3 separate regions of the Zea mays genome follow, and regions 1 and 3 are each linked to region 2. A link is a contact called in public Hi-C data. All regions are on one chromosome and are shown on one strand. The core of a region is the stretch at or near the end of the contact, and the rest is flanking DNA. Distances in the headings are between cores, read along the strand shown.

Region 1 (3,216 bases), core at 124-2,623, 870 kb after region 2:
CATTCAAGAGAACTCCAGACAAGTTACTTAAGCTGTTTCCAGGTCAAGCATATATCACATCCAAATAAAGATATCTCGTTAGCCAATTACAATTATCATTAACTACTACAAAAACAAAAACTCATCAATAATCAAAAGGAAACGGGACATGCTCCCACTCATTAAAAAACTGCCATAGAGGGCCTAGTGAACCATTAAATCTAATACATTTGTCCATACTCTTATAGGGTGTTTGGTTTGAGTAATGAGTTGGTCCATTATTTTGTCGCTCCTCATTTTTTTTGTTTGGTTTGTGTAATAGAATAAGTTGATGCATCACCGTCTCATTCCTCATAGTTAGTTAGTACTAATATGAGGAATAACGTCGTCCCACCAGATTTAAGAAATAGACCTTTGATGCATCCCAGATGACAAAAATGCGACAACGTGAAACTATGGCACAAACCAATAATAAGATGGTTAACAAAATGTTCTGGTCATCTCCGCCTATTCTTTATCCAAATCATGCAGAAGCCTAGTTAGGAAGCAACAAATCCTAGGTGAAAATGTTTATTTAAGAAGACATAGACTGAAGATCAATAGTTGATTTAATCCTGATCTTACTTCACAGCTTAATTCCAACGAACTGCCAAGCATCAACTATGATATCATGATTAAATTCCAACGAACTGCCAAGCATCAATTATGATATCATGATTAAATTCCAACGAACTGTCAAGCATCAATTATGATATCGTAAGAGCAGCTGATGAAGTGGTCAAACCAAACAATCAATAACCGAAGACAACTTCACTCACCTCCCGATCCAGAGTGGGGTCGAGGCCGATGTTAACTCTAACCCCCTCCTCCTCGTCCTGTTCTGCCGCATTCCTCTCCCTCTCGCTGTCCTCCTCCTCGTCTTCATCTAGGTCGTCGAGGTTCCCCTCGAACTCCTCCTGCCTGGACCTGCGCCTCCGGCCACGAAGGCACCCGTTGGCGTCGTAGAACGCGGAGACGCAGGGCGTGTCCCCGCGGCCGGCCTCCCCCGCTGCCTCCTCCTCCGCGTCGCGGGCCTCCGACGGCTTCGACCAACGGTGGCGCTCGACGTCGCCCGCGGCCACGGACCAGGAGGCCGTCGGGAAGGAGGAGTCCGGGACGGCGTCGAAGAGGCGGGACCCGAACAGGCGCTTCACCCGCGCCTCGAACGTCTCTTGGACGCCGCTGCCCTCGGCCGCCATCGACGGTGCGGGCCTTCCGGAGACTCTTCCAGAGCTCGGCCTGGCTCGTCTCCCGATGTGGGTGCGTGGGTTGGGTTCGAGTCCGGAGGGTTTGGGAAACGGTGCGGGCGAACCGACAAGGAGAGGGCGATAGGAGAAGACGGCGGCTGCGATGGTGATTTCACGGATTGGGGAGTGAGCCGTGAATGATCGGGTTTACTTGGAGTCGGTGCTGGAAGAATGGGCTGGGCTGTCTGACCCGCGCACGCAGTCCGGCCCGTTCGCAGCTAGAAGAGAAAAAAAGATTTCTTGCTTCTTTTTGCTACATGCATCACTAATCTCTCTCTCCATCCTATATAAGTCACCAGTTTTGATGTTCTTCCCGTTTCACTAGAGCTGAAAGAAATACTCGTGGTTTGTTGACTCGCTTGACTCGAGACTCGAGATCGGCTTAGCTTAGCTCGGATCGTTTGAACTTTTTCACGAGCTGAGCTAACATCTGAGCTTGTTTTCTTAATGAGCCAGCTCAAACATACCATGGCCCATCACGTGACTCACGTCCTGACGTCCACTAACTAACAGGCAATGAGGCAAGGAAAGTGGCCAAGTGCCCATGTAGGCAGCCAACAGGCCCAAGCCCAACACTGAAGTCCGCAACATACAACAGGAAGTCAGGACTCAGGAAAGCAAGTTAGCAAACGTGAAGCGTCCGTCCGTTGACCGTTGGGTTGTCACACCCGGATTTAAGGAACAAAGTCGAGTGCATCTCATACATACGTCAAAGAAGACAACATATATAATAACAGAGTGTATAAAGATAAATGTCACAATAATCAGAGTATTTATTACATAGCGGAAGGCTTACAAGATAAAATATACATATAAAAGGATCTAAAATCCATCCTTGGCGTCAGAAAGTCAACTGGGAGACGCCACCTAGATCGAATCGAACTCCTCGATGTGTGGCTCCTCGCGAACCACCTGTTCTTCTCCTGTGGGGGTGTGAGACAGCAAGGGTGAGCTCACACATGATCATAGCTCAACAAGTTATGGGGAAACCAGTGATCATGAACTCACCAAAGGTGGGAGTTCATGTGATGTGTAAGGCTGATCAACAATAGGGGTTAAAGCTGAGCATTGCTTTTAATAATTTGGTCAAATTTTATTAGCAGTTACTAAATGTAAGTAAATACCAAACCATAATAAATAATAATAGAACAAAATTAATAATAAACCCATGCAAATGCAAATGAAAAATTGAATTTAAGTTCCATAATTTAATCATGCGAGAGTCCTGCTCATGACCATGAGCTTGACTAGTATACCAGTTTTACACTCTGCAGAGGTTGTACCCTGTACCCACAAGTCGTGTATCCCATGTCGCCAGGGTTTGCAAGGCCCTTAGACACTACCGAGGTAGGTGAATGTCTAGGGATCCACTACGAGGCCTTTACAAAATTCCACTAGCTTCCGAAAACCTGCTACAGTTTATGGGAAGAGCACTTGCAAGAATCCCCCATCTGACCGCCATCACAGCAAAATCAACCCGAGAACCTCCTTGCATGCAACTCCCCTACTACCCTTGCCCCTTTCAAGTAAGGTAGTTTTCTACTAGCTTTCCTAATTAGTCAGCCAAGGGCGTCCCATTCCACCCTTGTGGTGGCACGTGTTTCTCAAGTTAAGCTCCATGTTCTAATTAAAAATATAATGATCTTGACATGAACATAAATAACATAACATAATAATTGGAACATGGATATAATGAAATATTAATCCCAAAACCAAATAATGCAATAGCATAACTACCCAAGTGAATCATGAATCAGGGGTAAACAAGGTAAACAGGATAAACAGACTAGGGTGACCTATTGGGACCCATCAAAATTAAACCTATGTATTGAATAATGATAATAAAGAATATTATTGGGTAACAAAAGTGGATCAAGGCACAACTTGCCTGGCACTTGAGATTCCAGGTACCACTTGCTCTTTAAGTGACTCGTAACCTCGCTGCATGTTA
Region 2 (3,204 bases), core at 693-3,192:
GTGGGCGCTTAAAGCCATTGATAAAATTCGAAGTTTTCTTTGGAGAGGATGAGGAGCCGTAAATGGTGGGCATTGCTTGGTGACTTGGCCTAAAGTAATTCGGCCACCTGAGCTAGGAGATCTCAGCATTACAAATCTGCAGCATTTGAGTTGAGCCCTTCGAATGAGATGGCTTTGGTTGCAAAAAAAATGGAATTGATCGACTGTGAGCGGCCTTCCCCATACACCATTTTACAGTTAGGACTTTTTTCTCAGTGCCATCATCTCAAATGTTGAAAATGGAAAGAACACACTTTTCTGGACTGATAATATGGCTGCACTCTATCAGTGTTTATCATCCCTTGTCCCTCACTTGTTTGGACTGGTTTCTAAAAGGCAAGCGAAACAATGAGCAGTCTATGATGCCTTGACTGAACAGAGCTGGATTTCAAATATTCAAGGCACACTCACAATAGTCAATGCTGAATTCCTTGATTTCTGGGGCCTTCTCTCAGAGGTGAAACTACAGCCCGAGGTTGAAGATTCTCACACATGGCATTTCTCTACCAAAGAAAAATACTCCGCAAAATCAGAATATGAGAGTTTATTTGTTGGGGATGTCCTCTTTAGACCTTGGAAGAGAATTAGGAAACGTTGGGAATCCAGCAAGTGCAAGTTCATGTGGTTGGTCGCTCATAATAGATGTTAGACTGAAGATCAACTTGCTAAGCGGGGTTACCGCATCATGAATGTTGCTTGCTATGTGATAAGGAGGAAGAAACTATTGACCAGTTTCTTGTCTCATGTGTTTTCGGCTTTTCGCTTGGCATGTGCAGTACTCCTCCTGCAGCAAGTGGGGCTAGAATCCTTAACCCCTCAGCAGGATGATGTTTCCTTTGATGATTAGTGGGTAAAAATCAAATTATAGAATGAGTGGTCCAGTTCAAAAAGGGCAAAATCCCATCATCATTTTAGGAGCTCGGGCAATTTGGAATCACCACCATCGCTGCGTTTTAATGGGATTTTGCCAAGCTTGAATGAGGTTATGTTGCTCATCAAGGATGAGCTACTCCTTTGGTGGGCTTGAGGGGCCTCTCATCTCCTCGCCCTTGCGCCAAATAATGGTTGGTTGTGATCATTTTTTTTAGTTTTAACTTGTAGTCAAGCATGTAGTTTTTCACTGGTGTGTTTAGGTGTTTGGTATATGGGTCAAAACATTTTTCTTCTTAATATAATGATACGCAGTTGTCCTGTGTTTTTCACGAGATCACATAGGGCAAGTGGCAGTGCTAATCAGAAAGGGCAGGAGGCATTCGTCTATGTTAAAGCACAGCTCAATGGCTGCAAATCAAGAAATGAATGTCAAACAGCATAACAAAATGCTAAAAAACAAGCGAACAAATTCTCCTGGGTCCTGAAGGAACGCAAATCGTCCAAACACGTTGGGGCGCTTACTTAACGAAGTGCTAACAAGACCGATCCACGTAAGAGTTACAGCTACGGCACATCAAGCTACATGAGAACCAAGCATGGATCACTAAACAGAAAGGACTCGATGCAGAGCTACGCCATCATCGAGAACCAAGCAATCATCCACAACTTCGCGAAATTAGCAATCCTCGTATCGTAGATCAAGCCAGATGGATCCCGATCCCAGTCCTAGCCAAATCTACAAGCAGACACGGAAATCATGCGGAAGGACGCGCGCTCTTACCCCTGGCAGTGACAAAGAAGGGGGAGTCGATGGAGAACCGCGTCTGGCTCCGGCCGCGAGCCGAGCCGTCGTCCCGGTCGGGGGCGCCAGCACCGGCAAGGGGGCCCCTGGCCGCCGCCACGGCGGGGCGCCAGGAGACGGAAGACGAGAGCCTTCTTCCCGCAACCCGCAGCATCGTGTCGCCCTCTTCCTCCGGTGATGGCGCTCGCCTCCAATCTAATCTCGGCTAGGGTTCGCGCCGGGAAGCACGGAGGAAGACAGACAGAGAAGAGAGACTGGTGAAAACGAGGGACGGAGAAAAATATTGGGGGCGGTGGGCTACGCTGCCCCAATTTCTGCAGCCCAAGAAACACACACACTGATTTGCACGTGGTGAGCTTGGCTAGCCTGCTTCCAAATGGGCCTCCACTTAATAACTGTAATTCTGCTGGTGCTCTCCCGTGAACCCGGACCGTGGGAAAGGTGGTTTTTCTAGTTCCTTCATATCACGACGAGGCAAACATCACAGGTCCATTCAAGGGTGAAACAGGATGAAATGTTGTAGCAGAATTTATAACACAGAGGCTACTATTTGTTTGTGGAAATTTAAATGTGCAGGAATCTGGCTACTGTAGGCTTACACAACAATGCAGTCTGTTTCTGTTAAGGAACGCAGGAAGGAACTATCAGAGACCAACGATCGTTGGGTGGTGTTGTGGCTGTGCCTCTTCAGGGCTGTGCCCCATCCTCGTCGGCGGCCGAGGCCGTGTGAGCCGGGTACCTCCACATGATGTCAGCCCAGGTGCTCTGCCCGTCCGTCACTTCCTTCACCACCGAGGCCACCTCGTCCACATCCACGCGGATCTGGTCCTTGCTGTCACGATCGCGCACCGTCACGCTCGTGGTGTGATCAACCGTGATCGCCAGGGGGACACCAATCTCATCCGTCCTTGCGTACCGTTTTCCTATTGTATTACCTGCAACAGAGGCAGTCACGGATCAGAATTCAGAACGACTGAAACTGTAGACCTCCATTGCAACAGAACTTAGATAAACAGTGCCACAGAAAACAAGCGCAACTCTACTGATTTGGCCATGTACCTGTCATGTCGATGATATGTGAAATCCCAGCTGCTGTCAGGGCCTTGGAGATCTTCTTGGCAACAGCCTCAAATTTCTCGAGCTTGACCAATGGAAAGACGGTGCACTTTATTGGAGCAACGAGAGGGGGAAACCTGAACACGTTTAGCTGCTCATCCTCGGTCTTGCCAGGCCTTTGGTAGAAGCAGTGCTCAAAAAGGCAGTATATGATGCGCCCGATCCCAAAGGATGGCTCTATGACGGAAGGAGTAAATTTCCTCTGGTGCTCCTTTTTCTTCTCGATGTTGATTGAAACCATGTTTTTCTTTATGGTGACATTCTTCCCAAGGGTACACACCTTGAACTCGACTTCCCCTCTGGATTCCAACGCGGCTTTCATGTCCAGTGCCTCGGTCTCGGTCATGGCCTGTACAAAGATAATAAAGTAAATG
Region 3 (3,026 bases), core at 481-2,980, 950 kb after region 2:
AAACAGAGATTAGTCTCCTTTCGCCATTACCGTCGCCATGCTCACACGCCGTCTGCGTCGTATTCTTCTCTCCGTCGGGAGCTTGTGTGGGAAAGGGCGCATGAGGTACGGCGGCAGCAAGGCCGTGGCGTCCGCGGTGGAGCGCAGGGAGGACGGCGGGGAGAAGATGTGGTCGAAGCGGGTGCGGAGCGACGCGGCGGGCCCCCCGACCCTGACGCCAGCGCCGAAGGGCGGGGACGGGATGCCCGTGAACTCCTGCACCATGGCGCGGAAGTTGGAGGTGTCGGTAGTGAGCACCGTCGTGGGCGCCCGCCGCGACGCGCGCGTCCGCTTCCGTGACCCCCTCGGTGGCTGCGCGAGCGCGCCCTGCCCCGGCGCCGCCGCCGCCACCGTCGCGTCACCAGCCTTGTGGCGCCCGCCCGAGCCCGAGTCGGGTTGCGCGACGAGCGGGGACGAGGAGGAGGATAGCCACGGTCGCAAACCCCGATCCCGGCAAGAGTCAGCACGGACCTGACCATCGGAGGCGCGCCGGCGGCGGCGCGCGACGACGACGACTTCCCGTGCGCTCCTCCATCCACGGGTGCCAACAGGCAGAAGCCCGACGCCGAGCCGGCGGGGCTAGTGCTCTTCGGACGCACGATACTAACCGAGCAGCAGATGAACCGCAGCGGCGCAACCTCCCCAGCGGCGACCGGCAACAGCTCCACGTGCTGGAACGCCGAGAAGGGGCCCAACGCCTCGGAGGGCTCGGGGGGATCCGGCGTCATCCAGACCAGCCCGACCAAGGCCGCGTCGTCGGAGCGGCCGCCGTGGCTCGGGGGCGACGGCAGCCAGCAGCAGCAGGACTCCGCCGAGCTCGAGCTCGGCGGGCTGGAGCCCGGGCAGTGCAAGGTGTTCGTGGAGTCGGACACGGTGGGCCGCAACCTCGATCTCGCGGCGATGAACCCGTTGCCGTCGCGGTCGAAGATGTCGAAGAGCTTGCGGAGCTGGTCCTCGGAGTAAGGGGACCGGTCTTGGAGGAGGTCGGGGGCCACGAGCGCCACAAACTCGGAGAACTCGATGAGGCCGTTGGAGTTGGTGTCGGCACGGGTGATGAGCGCGTCGAGCTGGTCGGCGCTGGGCGTCAGGCCCAGGGACCGGAGCAAGGAGCCCAGCTCCGGCTGCGTCAGGCTGCCGTCGGCGTTGCGGTCGAAGGACCGGAAGATCTCCTGCAGCTCCGCCAGCTGGTCGTCGTCCAGCCGCGACTGATGCTGCTGCGATGCCTGGGTGATTGTCTCGGTCACGGAGCTGCCGCCCCGTCTGATGCTTGCCATGTCCGGCGACGGGGCAGCCAGACGCAGAGGAGACGCAAGAGCTGTCCGCGGAGCGGCGCAAGAGTTGTCCGCGGCGCAAAAGCTGTCCGCGACGGAGAGAAGAATACGACGCAGACGGCGTGTGAGCACGGCGACGGTAATGGCGAAAGGAGACTAATCTCTGTTTGCTCAGCTCCTATTGACTGTCTCGTATCTATTTTGGAGTTTGCCTGTTGCCTGCGTCTCCAAAACAGAGAAGCCATCGGCAACACCTCCAATTTGTCGAAACCGCTTGTCTGTTGTTTCATAACGGCAATTGTCTCGCACAAACTAGGGCCGTCGTTGGGCTAAGTGGGCTGTTACACGCGGGCAAAGACAAGAAAGAGAAAAAGCCCATGTTGGGAGGGGGTAACGTGCGACCCACTCCACCGATGCAGCGCAATAGCGCAAGCTCTCGCCGCCTTCCTCCTCTCCTTATCCTCCTGACCTCCTCTGACCTCTGCCCCCCCCTCCATTCCCATTTCCCACGCGGCAGGCAGCTAGCCCTACCTCTGGTCTCCTCTGCCACCTCCTCCCCTGCCACCTCCTCCCCTGCCTAGGGTGCGCCTTCCTCGCCGGACGCCGGCGCAGGGTCGGGACGCTTCCGCTGCCGCGCGTTCCACGACCCCTCTCTGGGAGACGAAACTCGGCGCCGTAATCTCCCCGTTCCCATTTCCCCGTCCGAATTTGTGAAGGGTGTCTGTCGGCGCGTCGTGGTTGGGAGTGAGGGCTTGTTGGATGTAATTGGTCCCACCGTCTCATTCCCTGGCTGACCCGCGCGGCGAAAACGCGGGTGCTTTCCTAGTGGGTAGCGCGGATGGCTGCTGTGGCGTCGCTTAGGCTAGATGTTGCCCACTGGAGGATGGTCCACTGATACGATTTAGAGCGCGTCTTGTGGCCTCAACCAGCAACCATATCTCTCGTCTCTGTTTCGTTGAACGGCGGTTATTTTTTTTTGGTGTGTGTGTGTGTGGTGGGGGGGTCGATGTGTGATTCTGTTTAGAGGAAATATGATCTGTTCGAGACATGTAAGCGTGTACGCCTGTGTCGGCACACAGAGGCTGTAGAGTCGTTTAGACGAAATATGATCTGTTCGAGACATGTAGTCGTTTCAGTATGGGGTTGTCATTTTTGTGATATTTACAGTTTTACTTTTCCTTTTGCAAATTTGCAGGGCTTGGTAGATACAGACCTGGGATTGCCTTTTCCTAGTTCAGCATGGAGGGCACTCTAGTTCAGTCTGCGGTTGTTCCAACCGTTTACAGAAGCAGCTCAGGTCGGTTCCGTGTGCGTGCAAGGGCCAGAACCAATGCTACAATGGTGCGAAATATGCCAACAAGGACTCTTACTCTTGGTGGTTTCCAAGGATTGCGTCAGACAAACTTTTTAGACACGAGGTCCGTGATCAAGCGTGACTTTGGATCGATCGTGGCAAGTCAGATTGCAAGACCGCGTGGATCAGCCTCAAGAGGGGTGGTTCGTGCCATGTTTGAGCGCTTCACTGAGAAAGCAATCAAGGTGATTATGCTTGCACAGGAGGAGGCAAGGCGCCTGGGACATAACTTTGTTGGGACAGAGCAGATTTTGCTGGGGCTTATTGGTGAGGGCACGGGTATTGCGGCGAAGGTTCTGAAGTCTATGGGAATCAATCTTAAGGATGCCCGAGTTGAAGTCGAGAAGATAATTGGACGTGGC

Evidence for each region. Hi-C and Micro-C count contacts between places; a contact is called where the count stands out from the background.
Region 1: a contact with region 2 is called in a Hi-C map of ear, with 3 times the contacts expected there. The contact joins the promoter of LOC100382918 here to the promoter of LOC100192538 in region 2. A contact is called at or near these places in 6 of 25 Hi-C or Micro-C datasets (bundle sheath, ear, leaf and 1 more) and 1 of 3 datasets of contacts at active chromatin or transcription factors (leaf).
Region 3: a contact with region 2 is called in a Hi-C map of bundle sheath, with 2.6 times the contacts expected there. The contact joins the promoter of LOC100502219 here to the promoter of LOC100192538 in region 2. A contact is called at or near these places in 5 of 25 Hi-C or Micro-C datasets (bundle sheath, leaf, leaf mesophyll and 1 more).

What each region holds. Positions count from the first base shown.
Region 1 is chr2:65,943,429-65,946,644 of Zm-B73-REFERENCE-NAM-5.0, forward strand. It overlaps LOC100382918, which reads right to left and starts at 1,374. Exons shown (of 2, transcript NM_001175606.1): 1 at 798-1,374. The coding sequence starts at 1,217.
Region 2 is chr2:65,070,720-65,073,923 of Zm-B73-REFERENCE-NAM-5.0, forward strand. It overlaps LOC100192538 (cytochrome b-c1 complex subunit Rieske, mitochondrial), which reads right to left and starts at 1,943. Exons shown (of 2, transcript NM_001137757.1): 1 at 1,694-1,943. The coding sequence starts at 1,868. It overlaps LOC113687172 (glycine--tRNA ligase, mitochondrial), which reads right to left. Exons shown (of 9, transcript NM_001367480.1): 8 at 2,774-3,179; 9 at 2,243-2,649. The coding sequence ends at 2,402.
Region 3 is chr2:66,023,900-66,026,925 of Zm-B73-REFERENCE-NAM-5.0, forward strand. LOC100502219 reads left to right here and starts at 1,731. Exons shown (of 10, transcript NM_001363235.1): 1 at 1,731-1,985; 2 at 2,506-3,026. The coding sequence starts at 2,550.